Regions from separate parts of the Mus musculus genome. Here region 1 is linked to region 2. The links are chromatin contacts, called in public promoter capture Hi-C maps. All regions are on one chromosome and are shown on one strand. The core of a region is the stretch at or near the end of the contact, and the rest is flanking DNA. Distances in the headings are between cores, read along the strand shown. Region 1 holds the start of Pdk4 (pyruvate dehydrogenase kinase, isoenzyme 4). Region 2 holds the start of Samd9l (sterile alpha motif domain containing 9-like).

Region 1 (3,885 bases), core at 168-2,667, 2.1 Mb before region 2:
AGCAAGTCACACAAGTGGACACAACATTAGGCAGACCCCCAGTATTGGTGGTAGGTTTAAGAGGAGGAACTTTGATGCTAGACCTGTGCCTGCACAAGTCCACTAAACAGCAGAGCACTGGAATCTGGGGCAGAGTTTGAACTAGAGGCAGAAATCAGACATCAGTCCTGTGACTGGGTGAGCTCTCATGGGGGAAAATGCAAAGAGTGCACCCACCGTCATCTATGACTTTCATAACACCCCAGTCTCCTCATATGCAAGGGTCGAAGGCTAAGGGTGCCTTGGATAACAAACTGCCCTTGCAGTTTATTACTATTAGTAGTTCCCATTACATTGCATTTGCAACCAAGTCGTTACAGCGTCCCTAAACACTGGCTTCATTCTACAGTCCATTTAGAGTGAACGGGAGGACGAGAGAGGTTAGGATGAGAGTGTTATGACCCGCTAGCATGTTTCAACAGCAGTCATTAGGGAGGTCAATATTGGGCAGTAACAAAGTAGGGTAGGATGCACTGAGCCTCTGGGAAATGAAAGAGCCCAAATAACTAAAATATGCTACTGGTGCCTGCTAGTGACAAAGGCTGCTTTTTGGAAGGAGGGCAGCCGCAATGAAGAAAGAGCTTTTGGAGCAGACTGGGGAGTGGAGGGCGGTCAAGAGCAAACTAGAAGGCCTTAGAGAAAGAGGGGAATGACAGGGAAGGGGGACTACAGGGCCAGCCAAACCCTCAGCAAATCGCTCTTTAGTTTGCATTTAATTAACAGGTAGAAAGTGTTACAGGAGAGAAGTGAACTGGGATTTTCCACCACATTAATAATAAGCCTATTTAGGCAGTTTCTAAACTTGAGCTGTTCGCTAAGAAGAAAGTGGATAAAACTGTAGGGTGGTCCTTGCTTTCGAGGTCCAATGGCAAAGAAGCCCATACTTTAGTAAGCAGATGATTGGCTACTGTAAAAGTCCCGCTCTGAGCGAACACCAATGCACGCTCCGCGGTGAGATTCTTGGAAACAGTTTCTGGCTAGGAATGCGTGACATTGAGATGGCTCTGGAGTTGTAAACAAGGACAAGTCTGGGCGGGCCTGAAGTCCTAGCGACCTGGGATCTATCCCAAGGGGGCCCACGTCATCCCGGATGCCTGCTGTGGCTGCTCCCCCTATCCCACCCCAACCCTCCTCCCTCTCACCCTTTGCCCCTTGCAGGCCATGGAAACCGTGTCGGGATCACTGTGCCAGGCCTTTCTAGTGACCGCGGCCAAAGGGAGGAGCCCAAAGTTCTTTCTCTGAGCTGATTGGTGTGGCCCCAAGTTCAGAGTCCCAGAGCCTCCTCCTGGCTGGAGTTGTGGAGAGGGCGTGGAGGTAGATAAAAGGCAAGACATCGGGTGGTGGGAAGACCCAAGTGTCAACCCTTCACCCAGGCTCGAGCACCCGGGACCCTGGGACCACAACGCACTTGCTCCCTCTCGACCGCGCTCCTGACCCGCAGCCCTCGCCAACCCTACGGATCCTAACCACCGCCAGCCTAGGTGGGCGTCAGGATGAAGGCAGCCCGCTTCGTGATGCGCAGCGCCAGCTCGCTGAGCAGCGCCAGCCTGGTCCCCAGGGAGGTCGAGCTGTTCTCCCGCTACAGCCCGTCCCCGCTGTCCATGAAGCAGCTGCTGGACTTTGGTGAGAGGCGGGCGACGCAGGGCCCAGGAGGGTGGCGCTGAGGCTGGGGAGGCCCCAGGATGGGAAGGGCTGAGTTCAGGGCTAGGACGACTGAGGTCTCTTTGACCGAAGAACTCGGGATTCTCAAAAGGCTGTGCACCTGTTTTCCTAGTTTGGTTACTTTCTGACAGTTTGTACCAGAAAGGCTAAGTCACTTGTAACCATACTGATGCTCAACTTCGAATCTACTTTTCTCTTCTCACTGTCTAGATCATTTGAGTGTGTATATATATATATATATATATATATATATATATATATATATATATATATATATATCCTTTCAGCCACCATTTTAATAATGGACTAGAAGCTAAACTAACTCCTTTCTTCCCAATTTCCTAATAACACAAACTTACCTTAGATTGATAGATACAGATTTAAACTCATACTCCCCGCCTCCACACACACCCCGCTGATCTCTTGGCATGCCTAGCAGGCATCTTTACTATTTCTCCTTTATTGTTTTACAAGTATTTACATTACTACTACTACTACAAAAAAAAAAAAAAAAAGACAGTTACTCCTTTTCTTCCGCGGTGGCATATGGAACATTTCAAGATGTCAATGTGGTATTGTTTGTTGCTAGTCTGGAAAGGCCTCTGTCTCCTTCTACCCAGACCCTTTCAGGTTCATACTCATTAAGGGTGTGTTATTGAGTTTGTGGTACAGGCCCTGGACTCACGCATAGAAATAACTGGAGAGTGGTCTGATTTCTCCACCGTGGGCTTATTTTTTTCTTTTCATAAAGAAAATAAACAGTATTTCACCTATATTGGTCACTCTTAAAAAGTGAAAAGGGGGTGAAATTGGACAGAAAGAAAAAGGCACTAAAGATCTAGCTTTAAAGTGTCTATAAGCACTAAGCTAACTGTAGTTAAGATATTATTTTACAACATCCTTTGTATTTGCTATTTAGTCTCAAATTTTCCCCCAAACTGAACACGCTTCACCCACTACAGGTTCAGAAAATGCCTGTGAAAGAACGTCCTTTGCTTTTCTGCGGCAAGAGCTGCCCGTCCGCCTGGCCAATATCCTGAAGGAGATTGACATCCTGCCTGACCGCTTAGTGAACACTCCTTCGGTGCAGCTGGTGAAGAGCTGGTGAGGACACACGGTTTTGAAGTCTCTGGCTTTAAAAGTTACCTGAGCACCACTTCTTAGACCATATTAACAGCGTGCTTGGATAACAGGCGGTCTTAAGAGAAAATAGTTTTGAAAGTTGTAAGTAAGTTTGTATTAACTTAGGGCAGGTTATCATTAGGATTGTTATAAATCTACAAATAGATGTTTGTTAATATCCTAAAAAAGAAAAAAATCGTTCCCCTTCACTTTGGAGGTGTGTGGCTTCTGTTTTTGCTTTTCTTTTCCTTTTCCTTTTCCTTTTCCTTTGTTCCTTGTTGTTATTTGGCTCTTAAGACCGGCTCTGGTGAATCACAGGCTTCCTGGAACTCCTAGGATGACCTTGACATCCTTTCTACTTATCTTCACCTCTTAGTTCCTGGGATTATAACCATGTACTACCATACCCAACTTCCATTACAATATAATTTGGATGTATGGGATAAGTTTGAAGAATAATTGGCATAATGGATTTTTTTTAATTTTTGTCCTTTACATAACAAAGGATGGAATCTGAAATTGTACAAACAATCCTTTGCCTAGAAATTGATGTAGATGTCTGCTGTTCGGAGAGGGTCTACGTTTTGTTCCTTATCAGCAACTAGCAAAGTGATCCTTGGGTTCAAATTCTGCCTTGGCATCTCCCTTAGCATCTTAGCAAGTGCCTGAACCCCTCCCTGCCCGCCTATTGTTACAAGAGATGCTGCGTATAATTAAAGGGAGTAATTTATTTCTTAGACAGACAAAGCAAGCACGTGGCCAACATTCAACCTCGGTTACTTTGACTGTTTTCTTTAAACTAAGAGATGCCTAGCAAGCAGATGTTTGGAGGGCAGATCCATGCTATAAACTGTAGTAGAAAAAGAGTCCTACTCTAGTCCATTGACTGACTGACTGTGCAGCATACCAGTGATTGGAAGAAATATGGTATGCCAAAAGAATTATTCCAATCTGAAATATTACGTGCAGGCTGTGGTACCCATTGCAACTGTCAAGACTTTAGCTCTCCTGCAAGACGTACAGTCAGGAAAAAGAAAACAGAATGATTTAGGTTTTTCTTCT
Region 2 (4,092 bases), core at 805-3,304:
GTCCATGATAGAAGGCTGATGAGCCTACTCTCATGGTCCTATGCAGGTAAATACAGATGCTGTAAGCATATGATTGCAATAGCTATGGCATATCCTTAAGACAGTGTGTCATAGCACACCACCGATCTTTTAGGGCTCACTTTTTTTTTTAAACCACCTCTTCTGAGATTCTTTACAAGTCCTGGAAAGAGTGAGACACATGTCTCTCTCAGCACTGAGTGCTCAACAGTCAATTACTCTCAGCACTTTAACTAGTTGTGAGTCTCTTCATTAATGGATGTGAAGCACTTGTTGACCAAGGTTTGAAGTGGTCCAGGTCTATGAGTACATATAAACATTCAGAAAGCTGTTTGACATGTTCATTTAGAAAAACAGGAACAAATTGATGTCCCCAGCATAGGCTTTTGACAAAATTTAGAAACCAGACATAAATTTCTTTCTGTGAAGTAGAACACAAATTCAGTCAGAAAAGAGTTGACAGCCATGCACAGTGACAGATCTTGCCTGGCATGTCAATATATAGAGTGACTAGCTGGATAAGATCATCAAGCACATTCTATGCCAGCAGCCTGCATGGCACTTTTAAAAAGTCCCAAAATATCCTTAGCCATCAGTACCACTGCAGGGCTTGTGTTGTTTTTACTCAGAGGGAACAGATTTTTTTTTTAATTAATAGGGTATTTGAATTCTCCAAGGGATGCTTAACAACTTTTTGTGGCACTATTCTTTTAATGGCTTGTTCAGTATAAAAATTTATAAATACTAATAGCAAAATCAAAGTGATCTTCTGAAGTATTGTCATTTCAATAAAAATGTTAGCTTTCCTTGAAACTGACATACATTAACTGCTGTCATCTGTAGTTTCTTAAAACTTGTATTTAAATGGGGATTTTAAGATCACTGGAGTCTTATGTTAATGGTCTCCTGTGTTAATATTATATGCAACCATGAGGTCACACAACCTCATGATATCCTTAGTGGTGTCATTAGAAGAGGAAGAGAGACACAAGTGAGCCAGCTTGCTTCTAACTAAAGCTGTGTTGCTCTATCTGTGCCCTCTGCAGAGATCTCGGGCAGCTGGAAGGTGCTCCTGAGGTGCAGGTCCTTCTCCTGGGACTTCCTAGATTCCAAAACCCATAAGAAACACATTTAAAAATATATGAATCACCTAGTCTGTGGTCTTCAGTTATAGCAACAGAACATATGATAAACTAATAGTAAATATAGTAAATAAATAAATAACTGGTACTCCCAGGGAGATCAGTTAAACAGACTCATAATTTGCCTTGAATCTGTAAATTACTGTTGATAAGATTGCCATTTTTACTATGCAAGCCCAATCTATGAGCATGGGAAAGCTCTCCATCTTCTGATATGTTCTTCAGTTTCCTTATTCAAAGACTTGAAGTTCTTCTCAGGTGGGTCTTTCATTTGTTTGGCTAGAATTACACCACGATATTTTATGTTACTTGGGTCTATTGTGAAGGGTGTTGTTTCCCTGATTTCTTTCTCAGCCCATTTATCATTTGTATAAAGGTGAACTACTGATTTTTTTTTAGTTAATTTTGCATCCAGCAGTCACTTTGCTGAAGGTGTTTATCAGCTGTAGGAGTTCTTTTTGTAGAGTTTTTTGGGTCACTTATGTATACCTCGACTGTGCAGCTTGCTCTTCATGTGGGTACTAAACAACTGGCGGGGGTGGGGTGGGGAGATGTCCTTTAATCTTTTCTGCCTGTGGATCCTGTTGCCCTAACCTGGCTGCTTTGTCTGGCTTCAGTGGGAGAGGATGCACCTAGCCCTGCAGAGACTTGATGTTGAGGGGGTTGGGGAGATATTCCACCCTTTCAAAAGAGAAGGGGAGGTGGAATTGTGGAGGAACTGTGGGGACTGGGGGGAATGGGATGAGGGATTTGATTGATTGGGATGTATAGTGAGTAAATAAATTAATTAATGGGTAAAAAAAAATCCTCAGACTTTAGGTCTTTGGGTTTTACCCAAACAAACCAGCAGGTGGCATAGTTGGCACTAAAGAGCAGAAAAAGAGAAAAAAAGCATTTCAGGAAGTCTCTTTCTGTATCAGAATCGAAACTGGAAACTGAAGCAGAGGTGGTTTTTTACTTCCTTACACTCTTGCCAGCATTAGCCACACCCTGGTGTCTCTCAGCCAGTTTAAGCTGGTGTTAAGGTAGACAAGCAGACTGGTTAAGACCACCAAGACTAAATGAAGTTGTTTGTCACGGACATCTTGGGAGGAAGAGAATACAGATACCAGACATTTTCTTTACTAAAATGGACAGGTTTTGTTTTCTTTTTTCCTTTTAAACGATTTTTTATGTAGAAGAAATTTGAAAATTTGGGTAAGTACAAAATTTCTTCTTTCCTATTATTGTTGTTGCTATTGGTGTCTACAGCAACAGTTTATGGAAGAGGGAAAAGTAAACTTTGAGGTTAGAATGTTTTAAGTATATTCTAAAACAAAGCTGGTAATTTTCTGAGCTTAAAATTGCTGGTCTGTGTGTTGTTGTAAATGGTACTGTGGCTATAACATAAACATTCCATTAAAAAAAATGTTTTTGAAAATAAGGCACAGTTCTATTAATAGCCCTTAAAGAAAAGCAGCATCTTCAACAAGAAAAAAAAAAAGCACTTTAATGTTCTATTAGTGCAAAACATAGTCCTCCAGTCACTGTAAGGAACAGGCAGTCTAGAAAATTACATCCTCCATAGTGTGTTGGACTTTAATGTCAAGTCTATATGTTGGAGGCAAAAACAGAATGTTCACAGAGCTTCTGCCAGAAAGTTTTGGAATCATGGCAGTTTTATGTGCCTGGTAAGAATCAGGGGCTGAGATCTGATATTTCCCCCCAAATGTCATTCAAGGGCCTAGGGGAACAATGTTATTGAAGTTCTTTAACCTCTCTGAGAAAAACTGACAAGTCCTACAATTCTCCTGTGTGTGTGTGTGTGTGTGTGTGTGTGTGTCTGTGTGTGCGTGTATGTGTGTGCCTGTGTGTGTGTGTGTGTGTATGTGTATGTGTGTGTGTATGTGTGTGTGTATGTGTGTGTATATGTGTGTGTGTGTATGTTCAGTCATATAAATTCTATCTCTTCTTTATACTATATAAGCTCATGAGCAATTCTGGGAACACTCTAAAATACATGCACACACAGTCACACACACACCCCACTTATTTTTAGTTCTAATTAGCCTTCCTCTGGTTTTCTTTTCCTAAGGGATTTTTATATATGTGTGATTCTGCAGCACATTTTAAGGTTTGTGCAAGCCTTTTAGAAGCACGGATAGCCTGAAGAAACCATTAATACAGTGGCTTATACAGTCTCCAAAGTGGCCTCTTCTGTGGGTTTAGGGGATTGATTCAAGGAAGAGCTTTTAAGTCTGAACATAGGCATTAGAGCAGAAGTTCTCAACCTGTGAGTCTTGACAGGGGATGCCTAAGACCATCAGAAAACACAGATATTTACTTTATAATTCATAACAGTCACACAGTTACAGTTATGAAGTAGCAAGGGAATAATTTTATGGGTGGGGGAGGGGGGTCACCAGACTGTGAGGTGCTGTATTAAAGGGTTTCAGCATTAGGGAGGTCAAGAACCACTGTTTTAGAGGGAGCACTGTGAAAAGTGAAACCTGTTCAGTTTCATAAGTTGGGAGTGAAAATTCATCCCTTTTTTGGTATTTGCTTAGTTTCTCAACCAAGTATTTCTGCCCATATCTCTCTGCCTCCAACCCTGCCATGAGAACTCAAGCTTATATTCTGATATGTTTCTTAGCTCAGGTATGAATAATCCATCTGACTCATGACTTCATCTTGCATTTTGTACTCTTACACCGAGATAGGTGGGGACCGACATATGTATAACTGTGAGAAGAAATTTTTACTGCTGAATTTAGGAAGACTTCAGGTGTCCCGATTAGAGGTTGCATAAGAGCCCTGGGCTTGTAATCAAGAGCCTGGGGACACCAGGCATCCAAATGGCCATCATGTGCTCACTCATGTGTTGGGAGGGACTGGGCAGCAGAGGTGGTTGGACAGCATAGCAAAACCAGGGAGTGAGTAGCTGAGGGTCAGA

Evidence for each region. Promoter capture Hi-C pulls out the DNA fragments that hold promoters and counts their contacts.
Region 1: a contact with region 2 is called in a promoter capture Hi-C map of liver, with 6 times the contacts expected there. The contact joins the promoter of Pdk4 here to the promoter of Samd9l in region 2. A contact is called at or near these places in 3 of 39 promoter capture datasets (cranial neural crest, hippocampal neurons and liver).

What each region holds. Positions count from the first base shown.
Region 1 is chr6:5,493,810-5,497,694 of GRCm38.p6, reverse strand. It overlaps Pdk4 (pyruvate dehydrogenase kinase, isoenzyme 4), which reads left to right and starts at 1,417. Exons shown (of 11, transcript NM_013743.2): 1 at 1,417-1,662; 2 at 2,664-2,805. The coding sequence starts at 1,533.
Region 2 is chr6:3,397,533-3,401,624 of GRCm38.p6, reverse strand. It overlaps Samd9l (sterile alpha motif domain containing 9-like), which reads left to right and starts at 2,054. Exons shown (of 2, transcript NM_010156.3): 1 at 2,054-2,357.